2 separate regions of the Mus musculus genome follow, and region 2 is linked to region 1. A link is a contact called in public Hi-C data. All regions are on one chromosome and are shown on one strand. The core of a region is the stretch at or near the end of the contact, and the rest is flanking DNA. Distances in the headings are between cores, read along the strand shown.

Region 1 (5,694 bases), core at 1,747-4,246:
GGGAGACATTTGCCTTTTAAAAGTATGTGCAAACTGGGACTTACTACCTCAGATTCCTGTATAAAATAGGGCATGCTAGGAGATGAGGGAAATTGGGGTAAATTAAGGGGAAACATTAGGTATTTTAACTGCCTAATGCTTCATTCTGAAACTAGAGATAACTGCTGTTTGTACAAGTCTTCCCAGGGGCCTTTCCAGATCTTCACACCTTAAAAATTGCCCCCTTACCAATTGTTGTTTAGGGAAAAATAATTAAAAATAAGACTACTCATGCCCTGTATTATACATTACATCTATGTGTAACTTGTCTCCTTCACTAGATTGTAAGCCTTTGGAGGTCAGAAACTCAACAAAAATTGTATCTTCCACCACATCTAGCACAGTGCCTTACACTTATTTGCTATTCAATAAACATTCATTAAAATAATGGGCATACTACTGAAGTTTGATGTCTACGGGCCTTTAGATGGACTATTATAGTTTGTAAACATGTCTAGTACAGACAAATGCATCATTTTTCAAAATACATTTGCTGAGCATTATGACTCATGCATGTAATCTTAGTACTTGAGGCTGAGGCAGTGTGAATTGTCAAGAGTTCGAGACCTGCCCGCAGCATGAGGCTCCTTCAAAAATCTCAGTGCTCTGCGTTTGCAGTCCAAGGCACTACTATTATTTAGTGCATGTGTATTTTATATTTTCTCCCAGTTAGGCTAAAAAAATTAGTTTTTTTCTTTATATTTTATACTTAACAGTACACATTTCACATGGTCAGAGACTAACAAAATACAATGCTTAGAATTTTTAAGTGGGGCAGCTGGAGGTGGGGAGTAGCAAACCTCTGGAGTTCAGTGTGATTTCATATTTTCACCTTGACCAGTGGATTAGTTGTAATTTTCATTTTTTTCAAACCTAAAACTGTACAAAGTAAGCACCATTCACCCAACTCAATCTTTACAATTAAATCCATCAGAGATGAGAGTGCAGGAGCTGAAGCAAATCCAGTTCATAGTATTAGGCAAGACAGCGTTTTCTTTTCCCCTTTCTCGTGTAGCCCTGATTGTTCTAGAATTCATTCTGAAGACAAACTCGGAGATCCACACCTGCTCCTGCCCTCCATTGATGGGATCAAAGGCGTGTACCATCATTGCCTGGCAGAATTTCATAAACAGGATCGATTGAGGAAATGTCATAGCTGTTCTAGGGAGCTTAATATAAGTTAGAAAACTTCATAAGTGTAAAGTGGATAGTAAACTTTAAGAGTGAAGAAACATTTAGAAGTTAATTTTCATGGGTGAAGTCATAGCAGTGGGGTCTTGTGGAAAGATATTTAGTTAAGTTGTGCACTGATAACAATTTATGAGACAGTTAAGTCCTCATTACAACCAAAAATCCTGTTAGGGAAGAAATTCACTCTAAAACCAATATAGACAAATTGCCTAGTTCATTTTAAGTTCTGCAAAGGAATTAGACAAATGTTTCAAAGGTGTCTAATTTGAGCAGAAATGAAAAACAATCTATTAAAGGTACACTATCTTGGTTAACAAGTTCAGAAACTTAGAAGCAAAGCAATACAAAATGCAAGACAAATGACTAACCAGTTTAAATCACTTAGATTCACACTAGGCATTTTACGGTGCATGAAGATTAACATACACTTAATCCAAACGGTTTCTATTTCATTATTAGCCCCAGTCTATTTCAGTAAGGGAAGGCTATTTTGCAAATCTCGGTATCAAACCCTACACGTTTGGTAAACATTATTACTGGGTTACAGCCCTTTGGTCCTGTGATTTGTTTGAGAGTGTGTATTTGCTGTGTCCAGACTACTGATCCCTGTTGGGATTTACCGTGCTCTTTGTGGAGTTAACAGTGTAAAATTACAAAAGTGAATGTTAAGTGTGTACCTTGAAACTTCACATGAGTATATAAAGAATATATATATATAAAGAATTTGGTGACAGATGCACACTTCATGAGTGGAAATGTTACTGTCATCTAAAGATACTGCTAGTGTGTATTTAATGTTCTTTGGTACACGTTGTATTAAAGTTGGTTCTGAAGAAATTAGGAATACATGTAAATTTAAGGACAAAGACCTGAATTTCTAACAGCTGTAATGGGAAGAAAGGATGGTACATCCTGTAAAGGAAATGAGCCACTAAGGATCACCCACCTTTTCAGAATATTGAAAATATTAATGAAGCTGCACATACACTTGAGAAAACAAGGAGTTCTGTTTCCCTGTCTAGGGGAGAGAGGTGGCTTGATGGAAACTGCCAGTGTCAGAATAGCATGAAATTCTGTTTTCGCTAAGAAGCGATCCCGAGCAGGATCTTGCTTGTCTCAGCGATGTGATTATGCTGTAGTTGAAACTAGAATAGCTTACGCTCTAAGGGTAATGTTTGTAGGGTAAATTCAAACGCTTTACATGCCTGAGTTTTAGCTCCTACAAAATGCTGAATGAAATTCTAAAAGGGACTATCCAGATTCCAAGCCTGCTGTCGTCACACGCTGGGTTATGGTTAAGATCGCGGGGTGAGGTGACTCCCTCGTTGTTGGTTACGTGGCTAACATGACTTTCTTTCGGAGGTGGATTGCGGGTGGGTGGCGGGCGGGTAGGTTGTCATACGCCCCAGCTTGATCCCCTTTTAAAAAGCGGACTTGAAGGCGTCCTTTCCTCCTCTCCCTTAGGTGTGGCAACGAGAATCCGAGAGGTTGAGGCGGCAGGGTCCGCTGTATGGACTACATTTCCCAGAGGGCTCCAGGAGCCGCACGCGGCTGCTGTGCAATTAGCTTTCCCACACTCTTCTGCCAGTCTGCATTCTAGGTTTCCCTGGACTTCCGGATAAGGAAAGTGGGTGGCCGCGCCAGAACGTCAGTCCGAGCGCTCCCCAGTCCTCCCGCGGGATGGTGGCGGCGGCCTTGGGGCGGCCTTGCGTGTGGTTGGGGCGTTGGTTGCGCACGCGCGGCGAGGGTTGCGGGGCGGGGCCTTGTGCGGCTGAGTCTAGCTGTGAAGCTGGGTGGTGGGTGGCAATGTGGCTCCGCCGCCGGGGTTTGGGGGTGCCCTCCGCCTCTGCCTCTGAGGGCGGCACGTCCTCCCCTGCGTGGACTGAGATGGGGTCTTGGGTGCGGACGATCTGCGGGAGGCTGAAGCAGCGGCTGCGGCTGGACGTGGGGCGCGAGATTTGCCGTCAGTATCCGCTGTTCTGCTTTCTGCTGCTCTGCCTCAGCGTCGCCTCGCTGCTCCTCAACAGGTACCTGCTGTTGGCCCCGCGGCGGCCGCTCGAGAGCCCGCAGGCTGCTGGGCGGCGGGCAGGAGCGCACTCTGCACCGCGGTCTCGGGAAGGGCGGCCCAGGTTGCTCCCGGATATGCGGACGGGTGCGGGCCCGGGACCACGCAGCCTTCGTGGTTACCTGGCTCTCAACCTCTCCTTTTTGACCATTTCTCAATGACGAGCCTTTATCGTCTGTTTTACAATTACAATCTGTAATGCCACCTCAGTTCAGTAAAGGTGATCGGAGGGAGGTGGCTTCAAGGTTCTGTCGCAGCCTCTCCTCTTGGGGAAGCCTTCTCTCGCAACAGTACGCCCTCACACCGGCACACACCTTTGCAACCACAATTTCGTCTCTTTAAAATACTGGTTTTTGACCCAAAGTCAGAAAGCAGTGTAGTACCCATCGCAACTCTACAATATTCTGGTTTTTCTTTTTTTTCAAGATCTGTAGTTAAATTGACATTTTGAGGTCAGAAGTCTCCGCCCCTGAAGCTTGTTGTGTTTTATATTTCCAGAAGTAGTATGGGTGCAGTGATAGTAGAAAAGATGTGTACTTAAAAACATCGTCACATTCTTTTCTCTGTTTTGAACAAGCAGTCGCCTTTTATTTTGAAGTAATTCATTTGCAAGAATAACAGTGAGAAACATACACAAGAGATTTGACTTAGTAGTTTCACTAAGGCTATTTCCTGTGATTCTGACAACAGTTTTGTTGTTTTCCTTCATTTCTCGCTCTCTCTCTCTCTCTCTCTCTCTCTCTCTCGTTTCTGCCATCTTGGTGGCTTTGTAGAATTGGGGCTTAAGCGATAGATTAACAGATAGTAATTACTATGAATTACTGTCTTACAGAAAAAGTGCCCGGCTTGTGATGATGAGGTGCTTGATTGTAGGGCTGTGGGAGAAGTGAGTTCCTTTAACAGCAGACATTACTAGTTACTTAATACAGTTCTGTCCTCTGAAAGGTGTTTCAAGCTGGACTAGCAAAGCCGAGCAAAATGTAAACTATAGGATGTGAGTTTTGTCCTCAACTTTCTTCGATGGAAACTGACTAAAGTATAATTCTTCTCTAAGGTGCATCAGCCATGTGTTGGGGACAGATTGAACTAGCAATTCTGAGGTCACCAAAGTAGGAAGTCATAGAATGTAATGTGATATGTGATCTGTACTATGAATTGGTATTATGCAAAGAAGGGAGAAAATACACATACATTTTTATCTCTGAATGGTCATATTTGTGAGCAAAATTATTTTTGCATACTTCCCCCCGATTTGTTCCTATTGAATCAACTAAAGTGACATTAAACATCACAGTACTGTCCCTTTTATTTTATTATTTTATGTCTATGGGTGGTTTTTAAAGTTATTTATTTTATGTGTATGAGTACACTGTAGCTGTCTTCAGATACACTATTACAGATGGCTGTGAGGCATCATGTGGGTGCTGGGATTTGGAACCAAGGACCTCTGGAAGAGAAGTCAGTGGTCTTAATTGCTGAGCTATCTCTCCAGCCCCGTCCATGGGTGTTTTATCTGCAGGTGTATCGGCACCACGCCCATCCAGTGCTGATGGTGGCCAGAAGATGGTCTTGGTTCCCCAGGAAATGGAATTAGAGACATCAGTGAGCGGCCATGTGGGTGCTAGGAATGGACTCCTCATCCTCTAGAAGGGCAGTCCTGCCCCCCCCCCCTTGTTGAGCTCTCTCTCCAGCGCCCCCACAGTGTTTTCTTTGAATAAGTGGTTAGCGAGCCTTTCAGGAAAAGAATTAGGGAAGGTGCAGAGCAGGATGAGTAATGAGCTTTTTATGACACATGTACTTCTCTTTAAGATGTGTACTGCTGTGATGTGTGTATGTGTGTGAGAGAGACAGACAGACATGTACACACATAGACACACATAGATATAAACATATATGCTGTATATGCTTATATTGTCCATGGAATGTCATTTGGGAAAACATGGTCTCTTCTGCCAAAAGGAACTGGTAGGTTCATCTACTCTGATTTTTTTTTTTTTTTTTTTTTTACATTTTCGTTTTTCTTTACAGCAATTATAGTACACATAGTAGTCCCTGATGTATCTGCACCATACTTTTCAGTATCCATTCATCGCTTGGAGGACACTGAGGCTCTTTCCATCTCTTGCTGCTATGTATGACTAGAGAGGCAGTGCACATGACTGAGCAAGTGTGTGTGGAGTAAGGTGGCAAGCCTGGTGGACACTTGCCAAGAAGTGGTGTAGGTGACCTGTCATAAATTTACTTGTAGCCTTTTGAGAATTCTCCACAATGATTTCCATCATGGCTGCAGCAATTTGCAGTCCCACCAACAGTCGATGCAAGGTCCCTTTTTCCTACGGTTCTCCAGCATTTGCTGTTTTGTTGCTCTTCCATTCTGACTGGGGTAAGAGAAAAGTTAA
Region 2 (5,138 bases), core at 2,447-4,946, 280 kb before region 1:
TGGCTGACTTTTCTGCAGATGACAGGACAGATCTGGGAAATGCTCTTTCTCCTCAAGTAACACTACGGACCAGAGAGAACCTTGGCTCCCACGAGAATGGTTATCAGCACTTGGCATTTCCATTTACAAACATGAAACTTGTCTTTCCAGAGTTGCAGATATTTTGTTTCAACTTTAATGAATAAATTACTAGTATTTGTTTCTGTACATGTTTCATGATTTCAGTTTTGAGTCTGTCATTCAATACAAGGGACAGGTATTGAAGTAAGGACAGATGATGACCTGGAAGGATCCTTTTTGTACCTCTAGCATGAGGTAGAGACTTTTCCATAAGGGTGTGCTCATGATCTAAAAGGCTGGGTTACTAAGCTAAACCTTACAGAGGCTAAAATCTTCTTCCTACCTTTTCCTGGATTTTTACAGTTTCTTATTGATGCCCTCTCCTGAATCTTTACTCTTTGGCCTTTAATTTGGGGTTCATGGATAGGACAGTCAGATAAGCAATGTTGGGGCTAAAAGGAAGGCCTCAAGTTATAGTCCTCTCTGACCTTCTCTTGCCTTCTTTCTCTTGCCAATCCACATTTGTCCCATGGCAAGACACAAAAAGTGGAATTCATTTTCCCCAAGTCAAGTCATAGTCAACAATCAGGTTATATGTCATCAGTCTGACTTTCTAATAGTCAAGAAGGGATCACTGTTCTTTCTGCTCCTAGAGGAAGAAACTGGAGAGGTTTGAACAAAAGCAGCTAAATGAAGGAATATCAAGCCATTATTAAACTCGATTTGTGTGAGAGAGAGACAGAGACAGACGGAGAGAGAGACATATGGACAGAGAGCCTGAGAGACAGAGGCAGAAAAAGACACACAGAGAAAACTATCTTTCGTTAAGACCCTGCTCCAATTTTTAGATCAAATTTGATGGCAATATATAGAAATCCTCTATTTTGGTCTAGATCACTTGCATTATGTTTCCCTTGAGGCTACTGGTAGCTCCTGTGAAGAAAGATCCCCTCTTTCCAAGGCCAGGTAAATCTTTACAAGGAATCTCAATTATGAACAGTACCTTGGAGGTGATTCCTCACTGAAGGGATGAAGACCCTGGGCAAGTCAGTAATGAACTTAACTTCTGTTCTTTTTGTCTCCACATCGTGAGGGCTAGGATTACAGACATGTTATTGCCATATTCAGTTTGTGTGGTGCTGGAGGTTGAGCCTCCAGGCTTTGTGCATAGCAATGCCACCATATCATAAACAGCATGGTCTTCTATTTTATTGCCACCTTTAAACTGGAGAAGTGGGAAGGAATAAGCAAGAAGACCAGGTAGGAAGTTAATTAGAATCTTACAGAGGTGAGTCAGACCCAGTAATCACTTTTGAGCTCTGATGCCCACAGTGAGTCAGTCACTTGTTAGAACTGTTCTACAACACCCTGAAACAGTGCCAACAGATAGGGGACCAAGTGTTCAGACATGAGACTGTGGTTGGGGGAATTTCACCTTCAAACCTTGAAACTGTTTGTGTTTGAAGACACATTTCTCAAGGTGTAGCACAGCATGATCCTATCAGCACAGTCTTCCTGCCTCAGTCTTCTGAGTGCTGAGAGGAGAGGTGTGTGCCACCAAGGTCAAGATATTTCATGCAAGGTTTCTTTGCTTTTGTTTTGAGTCAGGGTCTCAAGTCAGGAGCCTGGCTTGCTATAAAAGGACTGTTTGGCCTCTAGGGGCTCCCTCTGATCCTTTCTGCTTTCTCTCTGAGGACCTTGCCTCTGGCCTCTCTGTCTCCTCCCTCCCCCCCCACCATGCATTCTTGGCCAGCTTTCTCTTCTCTTTCTCTTTCTTTCTCTTTCTCTTTCCTTCTCTTTCTCCTCCTCCTCCTCCTCCTCCTTCTCTTCTCTTCTCTTCTCTTCTCTTCCTCTCAGCATGGGCACTACACAGCATTTTACAAAACATATCATTACTGTGATAGAACATGCAGATTTATGACCCTAGAGAGCTTTACACACTAAGATTGCACGCAGTTATAGGTACAAATAAATCCTCAAAGAAAATGTACGTATGTAACATATATTTTTATCAAAGCTATCATTTTTTGCAGTCCTGGTGATCAAACCAAGATACATACTTGTACATACTTTACCCCTGGGTTATGCTGCTAGACTACGTATTTATTGTTGAAGGGATGTGTCTATGTAGGGAGCCACATATAATTGTCATGAATATCCAGAAAAGCCCTGCCTTCAGAATTTAACAGCAACAATTTAACATGTATAATAATAATAATAATAATAATAATAATAATAACAATAATTATTATTTGGTATAGTGCTGGTTGTAAAACCCAGGACTATATCCATGCTAAGTTCTATTTATTCCTGCTAATTAATAGTTGATGAATACATTGGTTTATGGTGGTGATTCTCAAACATTATTATGGGTAGGGAATCACCTGAGGATGATGTTAAGATAACCATTTGGACTCCCTAGGTCTAAGGATGGCTCAGGATTCTCCATGTCTCACATGTTTTCAGTCGAAACTGATTCATACACCACACTCATGTTGAACCATTGGTGAATGGATATTACATTGGCACACGGACCTGGTCTGTAGATGTAAGTGAATCCAGCGTTTGTTTACTGTTCATGATAAGATTCTATTCATCTATGTTCTCTCTCTCTCCCACCTTGCTTTGTCTCCAGGCACTTAGATCTTACGGAACTGAACTACATATCCCTTAACACGGGTGCCAGAGATCTGAACTCAGCTCTCTCGTGCTGGTGTACTTGGTCATTTTACGGACTAAACTATCTCTGCATCTCAGAAAAATTAAAGGCTGGTGAGATGGCTCAGTGGGTAAGAGCACCCGACTGCTCTTCCGAAGGTCCGGAGTTCAAATCCCAGCAACCACATGGTGGCTCACAACCATCCCTAACGAGATCTGACTCCCTCTTCTGGAATGTCTGAAGACAGCTACAGTGTACTTACATATAATAAATAAATAAATCTTAGCCGGGCGTAGTGGCGCAAGTCTGAGTCAGAGCTTCTCAAATCTACTTACTTTGTTCTCTGCTCCATTCTCAGTCAAACGTCCTGTTAGAAAAAGGCATTATCTGTCTCTAAACAGCAGATGGCAACAGCGGTTAAATACTTCTATAACAACGAACAGTCTGACTGAGTCCTGAGCTGTCCAGAGAGGGAACATCCATCTCCAGAAAGGGCCTGCCATATGTTATAAAAGCGGGCCCAAAATCTATCAGTAAGGAGCCAACTGACTGAAAGGGAGAGGAAGGCACTTGGTGGTAAAGGAGAATGTTTTATCCATTGACCAGGAGGAACCAAGAGCCTTCCGGTATGATGTATACGCATGTCTGGCTTGCTTTGCCCTTCTGAAGCTTCTCGAGCCCTGTACTCCACAATTAGATGAATATCGAGTCCTGGAGTATAGTTGACAGCCTTTGTTAGACCCTCTGCAGAAGCATGGCGACCTTTTGTGGTCTGAGAGAGAGGGTAAGCACACTGGGCTACGTGCACAGTCCCCAGCTATCAAGCAGGAAGGGTCAAGGACGCCACACCATGCTGTTATCTGCCAACACAGGACGGGAGTCTGCTCAGATGCCTAAGTGGCCTGTGCACCTCTGCAGGTTTACAGAGGCAGGGGATTTGGAGTCCCGCCCCTTAAGCTCCGAGGGTGATGGGCGTGGCCGGGGCGGTGCTTGCCAGGAATGGCGGCGGTCACGGTAAACAGTGCCAAGCGGGGCCTGCGGGCCGAGCTGAAGCAGCGCTTGAGGGCCTTGAGCGCGGAGGAACGGCTGCGCCAGTCTCTCCTCCTCACGCAGAAGGTACGAGAAGACTGCCGGGAGTTAAACTCCGGGAAGGGTGGGCTCGCGAGTCTGCGCAGGCGCACCTCCCCGGGGGCGCGTGCGCGTCGTCCGGGGAGCGCGCTCCGCAGGCAAGGGCGGCTCTCGCTGGTCCTGGAGCTTGTGAGGGAGCGAGCTGAGCTTCCGGGCAGGTTTGGTCATTCACAGAGCTATTTTGTTATTGCTAGGAAAGGCATTGTAGCCATTAGGAGCTGTAGAGACTGTCGAATCACTCTCCGGTTTAATTGAAATCCATTCGCATGTGTTGAACACCTAGTAAACCTTTTTTTTTTTTTTTTTTTTTTTTTTTTTTTATGAGTTGGGTAATACAGATGACAAACATGATTGTCGCCCCTAAGGGATCAGGGATGTAGCAGAGGAAGGAGACAAAAGGAACCATTGTAGGGCTGGGGATATGGCTCAGTGATACAACTGTTCAAAAATGCGCTGTATTTTATTTGTCCATACTTAGAACATACATGGAATTTGGGTCTGTTTTTCTAGGAGTTTTAAATCGCCTGTACCTTTATTTTGGCAAAACTCGACTGTGAGTTTTATCTAAGGGGAGATAACTGTTGATGCTGTGACTTAGCTGCGTTCACTGCACAGCATTACACCTTGGGTTGCTGCTTCTGAGTTGGGGTTGTTTCTGGTCCTTATTTTCTTGTTTTGTCTCTTTTCTTACTTAGTTTTCCTCAGCTTCCTTAAGAGTATATCCTCAACGGAATTATTTTAAAGAAAATACCTATACGATTGGCACTATTTGTAGTTGAAATGTATTCGTGTTTTGCTTGCACGTATGTAAGTCCATTGTGTGTGTGTGCCTGGTGTCTTAGGTTAGAAGTGGGTGCCAGATCCTTTGGAACTAGACAGAGTTCAGGAAGGTTGTAAGTCCCTTTGTGGGTGCTGGAAATTGAACCCAGGTTGTCTGCAAGAGCAGCAAGTGATCTTAAACTGCGGAGCCATCTCTCTAGTCACAACTTTTAAATATATTGTATATTAAAATATCTTCAACTCCAATTTGGTCCATATTAATCAAATTTTAATTACTTTATTGTCATTCTGCTCAATACCTATGGGTTCCAATCTAGAGACCAATGTTTTCATTTATGCATTATATCTTGTGGTTTAGTTATTGTTCTATTGCTGTGAAGAGACACCATGACCATAGCAACTTATAAAAGGAAGCATTTCATTTGGGCTTGCTTACAGGTTCAGAAGGCTGCTCTGTGATCATCTTGGTGGGAAGCTTGGAAGCAGGCAGGCAGGCAGGCAGGCAGGCATG

The links. Hi-C and Micro-C count contacts between places; a contact is called where the count stands out from the background.
Region 2: a contact with region 1 is called in a Hi-C map of B cells, with 21 read pairs. The contact joins the promoter of Mthfsl here to the promoter of Snx14 in region 1. A contact is called at or near these places in 1 of 39 promoter capture datasets (liver), 1 of 484 Hi-C or Micro-C datasets (B cells), 2 of 115 datasets of contacts at active chromatin or transcription factors (the 230-238 cell line and CD8 T cells) and 1 of 9 other capture datasets (adipose tissue).

The regions. Positions count from the first base shown.
Region 1 is chr9:88,436,231-88,441,924 of GRCm38.p6, reverse strand. It overlaps Snx14 (sorting nexin 14), which reads left to right and starts at 2,996. Exons shown (of 29, transcript NM_001359958.2): 1 at 2,996-3,257. The coding sequence starts at 3,118.
Region 2 is chr9:88,718,356-88,723,493 of GRCm38.p6, reverse strand. Mthfsl (5, 10-methenyltetrahydrofolate synthetase-like) reads left to right here and starts at 3,696. Exons shown (of 3, transcript NM_001128601.1): 1 at 3,696-3,835. The coding sequence starts at 3,719. Bcl2a1d (B cell leukemia/lymphoma 2 related protein A1d) reads left to right here. Exons shown (of 2, transcript NM_007536.2): 2 at 1-206. The coding sequence ends at 60. It also overlaps a transcript of Gm10634 not described here.